2 separate regions of the Triticum aestivum genome follow, and region 2 is linked to region 1. Evidence: chromatin contacts called from public Hi-C data. All regions are on one chromosome and are shown on one strand. Each heading gives the region's core, a stretch centred on a gene start, on an enhancer-like site or on the middle of the called end of the contact. The rest is flanking DNA. Distances are from core to core; before and after follow the strand shown. Region 1 has its middle 90 kb from the start of LOC123078136. Region 2 has its middle 26 kb from the start of LOC123078136.

What was found. A called contact is a pair of places that touch in the nucleus more often than the background predicts.
Region 2: a Hi-C map of leaf shows a contact between it and region 1, with 5 times the contacts expected there. The contact joins two enhancer-like sites. A contact is called at or near these places in 3 of 5 Hi-C or Micro-C datasets (leaf and an unstated tissue).

The regions. Positions count from the first base shown.
Region 1 is chr3D:175,425,590-175,430,261 of IWGSC CS RefSeq v2.1, reverse strand. No RefSeq gene overlaps it. Among protein-coding and RNA genes, the nearest start is that of LOC123078136, 90 kb to the left of the region's middle. Within about 2 kb of position 2,506, at least 5 of the 8 cell types and tissues checked have an H3K27ac peak or open chromatin away from gene starts, as enhancers often do.
Region 2 is chr3D:175,488,886-175,493,557 of IWGSC CS RefSeq v2.1, reverse strand. It overlaps the pseudogene LOC123078135. Among protein-coding and RNA genes, the nearest start is that of LOC123078136, 26 kb to the left of the region's middle. Within about 2 kb of position 2,552, at least 2 of the 8 cell types and tissues checked have an H3K27ac peak or open chromatin away from gene starts, as enhancers often do.

The DNA.
Region 1 (4,672 bases), core at 1,257-3,756:
GGTGTTTACCGAAGTCCTGATAGCTTGCTACAGCCCGGTTACACTCGTTGCTGACCGACACATGCATTGTTGGGTCATGTATGCCTGTCCCTATAGGTTTGTGCCACGTTGGGTTTACGACTAGTCATGTCAGCTCGGGTTCTCTGTCATATGGATGCTAGCGGCACAATCATATACGTGAGCCAAAAGGCGCAAACGGTCCCGACCTAGGTAAGGCTGCAACCATGGGAATACTGTGCGTGACGCCGCAAAGTGATATGATGTGTTACATGCTAGATCGGTGTGACTTAGGATCGGATCCTGACAGAACTACTCACACATCATCATGGAGGCGGCAAGGTTGATGAAGATGGCCTCCGTGAGCGATTCCCCCTCTGGCAGAGTACCGGCGGAGGCCTTCAAATGGGATCGCGGAAGAATAGAGGCTTGCGGTGGCGATAAAATTGTTTTGGGTCTCGCTTTGTTTTTTTTGGAATTTAGGGAATTTATAGCGCTGGAATTAGGTCAGACGGACGCCTTTGGGCCCCATAAGCTCGGGTGGCGCGCCCCGAGCCTTGAGCCTGTGGCCCACCTACATGCCTTCTGTCCTTCCCCCGATGCTTCTAGGGTCTCTTCTGGTCCATAAAAAATCATCGTAAAGATTCATCGTGTTTGGACTTCATTTGATATGGTTTTTCTGCGAAACAAAGAAATAGGCAAATGTCAGAAACTGGCACTGGGTACTGAGTTAATAGTAGTTCCCAAAAATGGTATAAATGGCATATAAAGCATAAAAGATTGTAATATAATATCATGAATAATAATAAAATTATAGATACGTTGGAGACGTATCAGAGACACCAAACAACACATCATCTTGCATGTCCATCAACAAGCGTCCATCGTCGATATTCAATTGCGCCATGCCATAGAGAGCCGTCGTCGTCGATGCGGTAGATTCAACATCGTCTCCACCTCTTGGCCCCTCAGGCCAACACCTGTTCCAAACGATGCCCCCAGGAGGGAGAAGGCACAGAAGGCGCCGTCATCATCCGATCTAGGAGACCCAAATATAGGGTTTCTCTTGGAGCAGCCTTCAACAAAGAAACGATGACGCCTTCAACAAGGAAACAACGCCTAAGATGTCACCATCATTTTCCATGACTGAAATATGCACAGGTCTCAGTGGCAGTTGCGACACTCTGAACCAATAGCTGGCTGAATCCATGCGGAGCCGTGCCGTGGAGGTGCATGCAGCCGCCAGGGAAGTCCAGCATCCCTCGTCGGGCTCTCTACATGCCGTCGTCCAGTCATGATCCAGACCGACGACGGATCCTGGAGGGAACCAGATCCACAGAACACTGCCGCCAACCATCGCCGGAGAAGCATGCCGGAACTCCTTGCAGGCCATGGAGGCGACGATCGCCGCCGCACAACCAAGGGACGCCGCCCTGAGCGCCGCACGCAATCTACCCACTAGCACCGCCCCAGCCGCACCAGTGGGCCACCGTCGCGACCAGCCACACAGGCACCTTCAGCGCTGGGCCCGTCACCACCGCAGTGTACCACCATGCTAGGGTTGGAGACATGGCGATGCCCTGGGAAGCGGCGCGAGGGGTATGCGCGAGGAGAGGAAGAGAGAGGGGGGGCCTTGCCACTTGGCAATGATTCTAGAGAAATCGAGTCCATGTGGAGGGTTCGGCCTTTGCACCAAAAAGGGATGCACACAACTATTTTAGTATGAGTACTATGATTTTTATCTTGAAGTGCAGTCCCACTACACTCCAAGCATGATCCTCAAAGAATTCTTTTTATGAGCACCAAGATTTCATTTTGATGAGTGGTCTCACCACACACCCACATACTCAGCTTCATTTTCAATAAATGGGGGAAAACCCGTGTGTATCACCTGTCAATTCTAGGAATTGAAATAGATGGTTAGGCTGCACAATCTCATACCTAACCACCGAGCTAGGGCTCTCTTTGCATTAGTGTTACTAGATGATATCCCGCATGTTGCTACGGCCATTGGCTACAATACTTTTTGATGAAAATTAGATGGATAGAAAATATTGTATTTATAGTTGCAATATATATAGAATATAAGTAGTATTTCTCATGCATGTTGGGAGAAATATAACTAGAATGATTTAAGTTGGAATGCGTGTATGTGTAGAGAGAATATAAATAGTAATTTCCATGCATGTTAAGAGAAAATAGTCAGTAAGGTGATGAGGTGGCATGTGTGCATATTAAGAAAATTGAGATAATGTGGTTCAACTATTCCCTCTGATTCATATAGACACCACAATTAATATGGATTGAAGGATTTGGGTTCATATGTGCACCTACTCCGTGGCCACTTATTATCGGTACGTGTTGCTATATAAGCGGCAGTCGCTATATAGGGAGGTCAGATTCGACGTGGCAACAGCTAGCCATGGGCCATACCCATACGTTACATACGCATGTCGACCAAGCGATCGAGCGCCTATTGCGAACTCTATGATATACGTAAGGTGAGCTGTACCTCTCAGATTACTGGCGCACGTGAAAATGATCTGGCGTGCGTGGCCAAACAGCGATGCACATTGCACTATTGCGGTGTTGGGCGCAGAGGCTTAAATGGAGCAGGACCATAAGATAGATGCACACATGAGACATGACACACGACACATGGACTGACTGACTTGGCTTGGCCGTCCCATCCTGCCTCGCCAGCCGTTTCATTAGTGCAACGAGATGCACATAAAAAGCAGGGTGAAAAGAGGGCCACACTCACATAAATGGTGTGCTTTCAATCATCGATCAAAAATAGGAGTAGAAAAAGAAAGGAGGGTCACACTCACATCGTGCCTTTACTCCTGGACCCGCTGGAGACAAGGACCTAGAGCGACGCATCTGATAATTGAAGGTCGTAATCATTTCAAACGAACAAGAACATAAATGTGCTGATAGCGCTGTCCAATCAGAATACATGGGTACCACTCGCGTACGTACGTTTGTATGGAGTTTTTGTCCTAAATAATGTAGTATCCCAAAAAGAACGTGTACATACTATTTGCGTGTGGACTGATATGCGTGTGAAGCATAGTGCTTGATCGGGCGTCCTCAAATCCAAATAGTTTTACTCCTGTCGTTTGATATTAGTTGTCGCTGAAAAAAAGGGAGTTAAAAATAATCAGTGCATTTCTCTGGCCGTCAATGTACAGCTAGGCCTGCCACTCCTTTTTTTTTAACCGGACAGACTCCTTTTCCATTATAACAATAGAGATACAACAGTTCCATGGACAAATAGGAGACGCGAAAGAGAGGGAAGCGAGTTCAACACTGCCAGAGAACCCATCCGAACGAACACTGTGGCGGCAACTCTTTTGTCTTTCGACACGGACATATAGAAGAGCTCATAATCGAAGCTCCAGATCAATATGGGAAGTGCTCATCCGGCTTGATAAGAAAGGGCTCTTCTACTTCCATCTCTTCCTAGACAACGCACTAGATAACCACCTTAAGAGCATTTCTAATAGCACCCCTAAACTCTCAAACCCTCAAAAATAACCGCTTTTTTACGGGTTGAGACGAAAAATTCCTAAAGAATAGAACCCCTTAACCCTTAAACCCTCAAAAAAATTTAGAGGCTCAACCCCTATTCTCCTTTCCAGCATGTAGAAACAGGGGTTGGCCAGCCCAACCCCTCCCCGACCCGGTTCCATCGCCAACGACGTGCGGGAGGGAATTTTCAGCTCCCCCTCCCCGGATCCGGCCTCCGGCCGCCCTCCCGCCGCGCCGCGCCCCGCCCCGGCGCTCCATCCCCGGCCGCCCCTCCGCCACCCTGCCCCGCCGCCTCCCCGCCCCGCCGTGCGCCCTCCTCCCCGCCCCAGCTGCCCTCCCGCCGGCCGCCCCTCCTGCCTCCCCAGCGCCGCCGCGGCCCGGCCGCCCTCTCGCCTCCCCTCCCGCCCTGACCGGCCGCCCAGGAGCCGGCATCGAGGAGCCGCGCCGCCGCCTTGCCCTCTCGCCGGTCGCCCAGGCCGTCCAAGCCGCGCCGCCGCCCTGCCCTCCCGCCGGTCGCCCAGGCCGTCCAAGCCGCGCCGCCGCCCTGCCCTCCCGCCGGCCGCCCCGGCCGCCCTCCCGCCGTCCAAGCCGCGCCCCGGCCGCCTCCTCCGAGGTGAGGTATGTGTTTTTTTTTTCATTTTGTTTCATTTTCTTTATTGTTTCATTTTTAGCACTAATTAGTGACTGTCCTTTGCGGATGGAGATGAGCAATGAGGAGATTGTCATGGACTCGATGTCCGATTCGTCAGATTGGTCGACATCCGACGATTCCGACATTGATGAGTTGTTGCAAGACGACGACGTCGAGATGATGAGCCTCCTCATTGACGTGCAATCGTTTGAAAACCGCGTGAAGCTGATGGATCAGAGGAGAGGGTCGGAGATGGGGCGAGTCACCATCTACCGGAACCGCGCTCTCGGACACGAGCATTTGATGGAAGACTACTTCGCGGAGGTACCTACATACCCTCCTCGTCTCTTCCGCAGAAGGTACCGAATGCGGCGTAGTTTGTTTGTGAAGATTGTCACCGATTGTGAGGCCGCCTCCTATTACTTTAAACGTCGTAGATCCGCCGCCAGTATCATGGGGTTTAGTGCATATCAAAAGATATCGGCGGCAATGCGGGTACTCGCTTATGGC
Region 2 (4,672 bases), core at 1,303-3,802, 63 kb before region 1:
AGGGGGGCGTTTGCCAACATTAGGATTGTGAACAAGCTTTTGGAGGGAGAGGTGGGGCCTAAAACCGTCCATGTCCCTACGGGGGAGAAGCATTACGTTTTCGACGCTGCCATGGTATGTGATCGTCTATTTTTAAAGTCGCATCAAAATTACCTGTATTCGAGTAGTTATGGAGTCACTGAAATAATATCTAATCACCCACATTGACCCCTTGGTTCATATACAATCTATCCACCAAAAGTGTACTATTGATGTTTTGCTAAAACTGTGCACTTTTCAAAACCACTTCTTACAACTTTTTTGTTTGTTGTTGTAATTAATGCAATGCAGAAATACAAGTCGGAGGGTCATGACATGGTCATTCTTGCCGGTGATGAGTATGGAGCCGGGAGCTCCCGTGATAGCGCCGCCAAGGGGCCATTGCTCCTGGTAATCAATTCATCTCCATAGAGAGACTCTATGCCGATAGTCAATCTTGCTCAGGATGAAACTAATCAGCAAGTTGTGTGGTGTTTTGGAACAGGGCGTCAAGGCAGTGATCGCTAAGGGCTTCGAGCGCATCCACCGGAGTAACTTGGTGGGGATGGGGATCATCCCTCTCCGCTTCAAGGTTGGCGAGGATGCAGATTCACTCAACCTCAGTGGGCATGAGCGTTTCACGATCGACCTCCCTGGCAAGATTACCGAGATCCGTCCAGGCCAAGATGTGATCGTTACGACAAAAAATGGGAAATCCTTCACTTGCACACTTTGCATTAACACGCAGGTATGTCATATCTAAGCCATAATGTAAACTGGTTGACGCATTGATATAGTCTTCAAACTAAAATTTAGCCTCCATGTATATTTAGTCATGTAACATGTTGTTAATTTTTCTAAACTTATGGTCAAACATAAAAATATGCCTCTTGCACATATTCTAAAACAACCTACATTGTCATGTTCTTTCTTGTGATGTAGGTGGAGCTGGAATACTTTAACCATGGAGGCATCCTCCCCTACCTTATCCGCAAATTGGCATGACCGACCGAGGAACTACATTTAAATTGTATTATCTATATGCAATGTCATGAATTTATTCTTTATAAATTGATTATTTGTACCCCTTGATTCCATTTTGACTTTCATTTTTTAATAAATTTGTGATGAAACATTAAAAAAGACATAGCGGAGCTTCGACAATAATTAAGAGGGGACAATTTACTTGATAGTGTATTGATAATTTATTAGTGAAGACAATATGTTTGTTTGGCGTACATATATGCACATCCGCAAAGCTTTCTCTTGGGATGTTTATGGGCACACGGTGATGGCACAAGAATGGTCTATGTAGGACTGAACACGTGTTGGTAGATGCACCACTAACAAGCCAATGCTAACTCTGTGTGTCACTGTTATAGATAACAACACCGACAACCCCACATTTGGTTCGTCAAACCAACAGGGACGATTCTACCGGGGGGGACCCCCCCCCCCCCCCCCCCCAACTATCTGGTTTTTCTGAATGACGGCTTACGTTTTTTAGACAATCAGCGAAGCTTTATTAAGTCATCACAATGTTTACAGGGACAAAAAGAAGATCCCCGGGGTGGCCTAATCAAACATGGCGACCAGGACCCCGTGGTAGTGCATGCCTCGCTAGATTGTGAGCTTCGAAATTCGAGCTCCTAAATTCATGAACAAAATTACATAAAGCAAAATTCCTGGCATACTCTCTAATCTCTTGCACGATTGCTCCATATTCTGCTCCACTCCTCCTCTTGATGTCTTCCACCACAACCGAGCAGTCTGATGCCACCTGGATGGCGGTGATGTTCAAATTTTTCGAGAGTGATAAAGCTTCCCTCACAGCCAGTGCCTCCAGCGTAGTGGGATCGACTATACCTCTGAAAACAATCACCGAAGCACCCTGGAACCTGCCGTCCCTGTCCCTGCAGATTGCCCCCACTGCTCCTACTCCCCGACGTCCTGCCACAGCCGCATCCGCATTAAGCTTCATTACGTTCTCTGATGGCTGGATTCACTGTCTCGGCCGGGCCGACCTTGAGGGATTGTGATGCAGGTTCGGTTTCTTCGTGAGCTGAAGATCATTCCAGTAAGACTGGATAAAATGGTGGTCGATATGGGACTTTGGAAAATGTCCTCATACACTACTTCCTCCTTGCTCCCCATATAGCCTAGAGAGTAATTTCCAAATAGATAAAGTCAGCTAAAAAAATAAAAAAGGAGCCAGCTTAGGGCCTAATCCAATCGTGCAAGCAGAAACCGCTGGGGCCTGCGAGTCATTATCTAACCACACCGACGCATACAGCTAATACAGCCGCAAGACCAGGCAGCAAGCCTGGTAAGCTACCTAAAAAAAAGCTAACACAATCACAAGTAGATTTGATTGGTCGTTTCTTCTTCAGAAAAGGCAGATCGACCGATCGCCGATCGATCTATCTTCAGTCTTCCACCACTCGCCGTCGGCTCGTCTACTCGGAGGTTGCGGACGCTGCGTTGCGACCCCTATCCCTCGCACGGCCAACAAGACGGCGATTTCCTCAAATATACGATCCAACATAGACTGTCGGTTAGTTTTGATTTCTAACTCCATCCTGTAATCCGTAATTTATTTTGATGTGTTCTCTTAACACTATGAACTAGAAAATACAACTCTGAAACGATTCAGAAATTATTTTATTGTCTAATTATGCGTTTGTAAGTACAAAGAGGAAGAGTTTTGTTGAGAACATTTTCTAGCCAATTGAAACTAGGAACCAATTCTGAAGAAATTACCGAGAGCCTTAATCAAGATAGTTGTAGAGCCAAATTCAGATCCATAGATATGAAAACAGTATCCAAATTGCAGAACCACAGCTATATTTTTAGTATTTAGACCTTATTACTATATATACTATGATTGATGTACGTATATTGTCTTTTCTTTGACTGTGATCGATTCTTCTAGTTCAAGCCCCTGCCCCCTATCGTCATTTTCTGGCTCTGTCCCTGCCTACAGAGGGTGCACCAGCTCCATAGTATGTGTCTTGGATGACTAGATGAGTGGGTGTTCCTGGATGGCTATGTAGGACTGGACATATAGGGCGTGTTTGCCTGCACCAGTTTTCAGAGGTTGCATGGAAAAAACGGACCCGGCTGAGTGGAGCCAGGTTAAGAGAATACATGGCAAAATATGGTATTTGCATGTTGTTTGGTTGCCGGTATATGAGGTCTTTGCATCGTGAAAGCAATTTCCACCTGGTGTTTAGTTGCACACATGCATAGCGATTAGGAGTTAATAACGACAGTTGAACAGAAAGGTTACATTAGAACACACATGTGACATCACACACACATCTACACGAACAACACATGCACACGTGCCAACACACCTACACATCCGGAACAGATACTGTCGGTGGAAACGACACCTATGGGATCACTGGGATCCCTTCTACGGTTGGCGGGCGCGGGGTTGTGCAAAGAGCGGGTCCAGAAGCCAGCACAAGGATCGTTTACCCAGGTTTGGGTTGTGAGGATGCGTAAAACCCTAGTCCTGCTTTGGTGTATGTATTTGAGTGTTCTTGAGTTCTTGAACTAGCTACGGTGTGTCTCTAGTCCAAAAGATCCAAATCCTTCTCCTGGCCGCCTCGGGCCTCCTTTTATAGATAAAAGGGGTTGCCATAGTGGCACACAGGAGGTGGAAAGGTGTACAGTGGATGAGTCTATCCTCTAGCACCGTCAGACAAACGCATTTAATACGCTGCCGACGTGCCCCTCTTGCTTTATCGGGGACGGCAAGGAAGCTCGTCCCAGCTGTCGCCGCCTCGCCTGGTTGCGACGCGCGTCCGGGCTGACGAGGCGTTGTAGCGCCACGTTGGCTGGCTGCTGGGCTGGCGCGGTGGTGGAGCCTTCACGAAGATCTGCATGCCACCACGCAGGTGCTTGCTGAGTCGGTCGTGGAGGCCGCCCGTTGCCACGCAGGTGCCTGCCCAGCTGGTTGAGCTGGCAGCTGCATGGGGACGGCGGTGGAGTCTTGGCAGACGCGGGCCCTGCTGCTGCCCCGTAGGTGTCTCCGGCAAGGGCCTTGCCGGGGCCCCAGCAAGGGTCTTGTCGCGACATCGTGGTCTTCCCCGACAAGCGTCTTGCCGGGGGTCTCGTGGATTTCCTCGGCTAGGATCCCACCGAGGATCGTCGTCTTCTGGTCCTCATCTGATCTCGTATGTTCTTGATCTTGACGAAAATCTGCATGCCACCACAGAGGCACCTCCCGAGCCTTGGTTCCAATGTGGTTGTTGGCGGCGTTGGAACCCTCGAGCTCAAGGGTGGCTCGCTCTGCTGGTGTTGGGCAAGCTGCCCTGGCAAGGCTCTTGCCGGGGCCGCGGAGGCCGCCCCGTCAAGGGTCTTGCTGGGGGAGTCCACCTTGCCCCTTTGCTCTTTGTGGTCTCTGGTCTTGGCGTTGCCTCTGGTCGCCTTGTGCCTTCGGCTTCCCTCCTCTGCCCTGCTTAGTGTGGCCATGGGCGCGGCTCCGACTGGTCGTGCACTGATAAAGGGGTAAAAAGGAGAGCCCTACTTTTGTACACCGACAGGAGCCCCCGGGCCTGGGCCACACATAAGTGCGACACGTTGTTGGGCTAGGCCCAGAACGGTGCGCGGGTAGGCGGGGCGGATTTTTACCGTGGTAACTTTT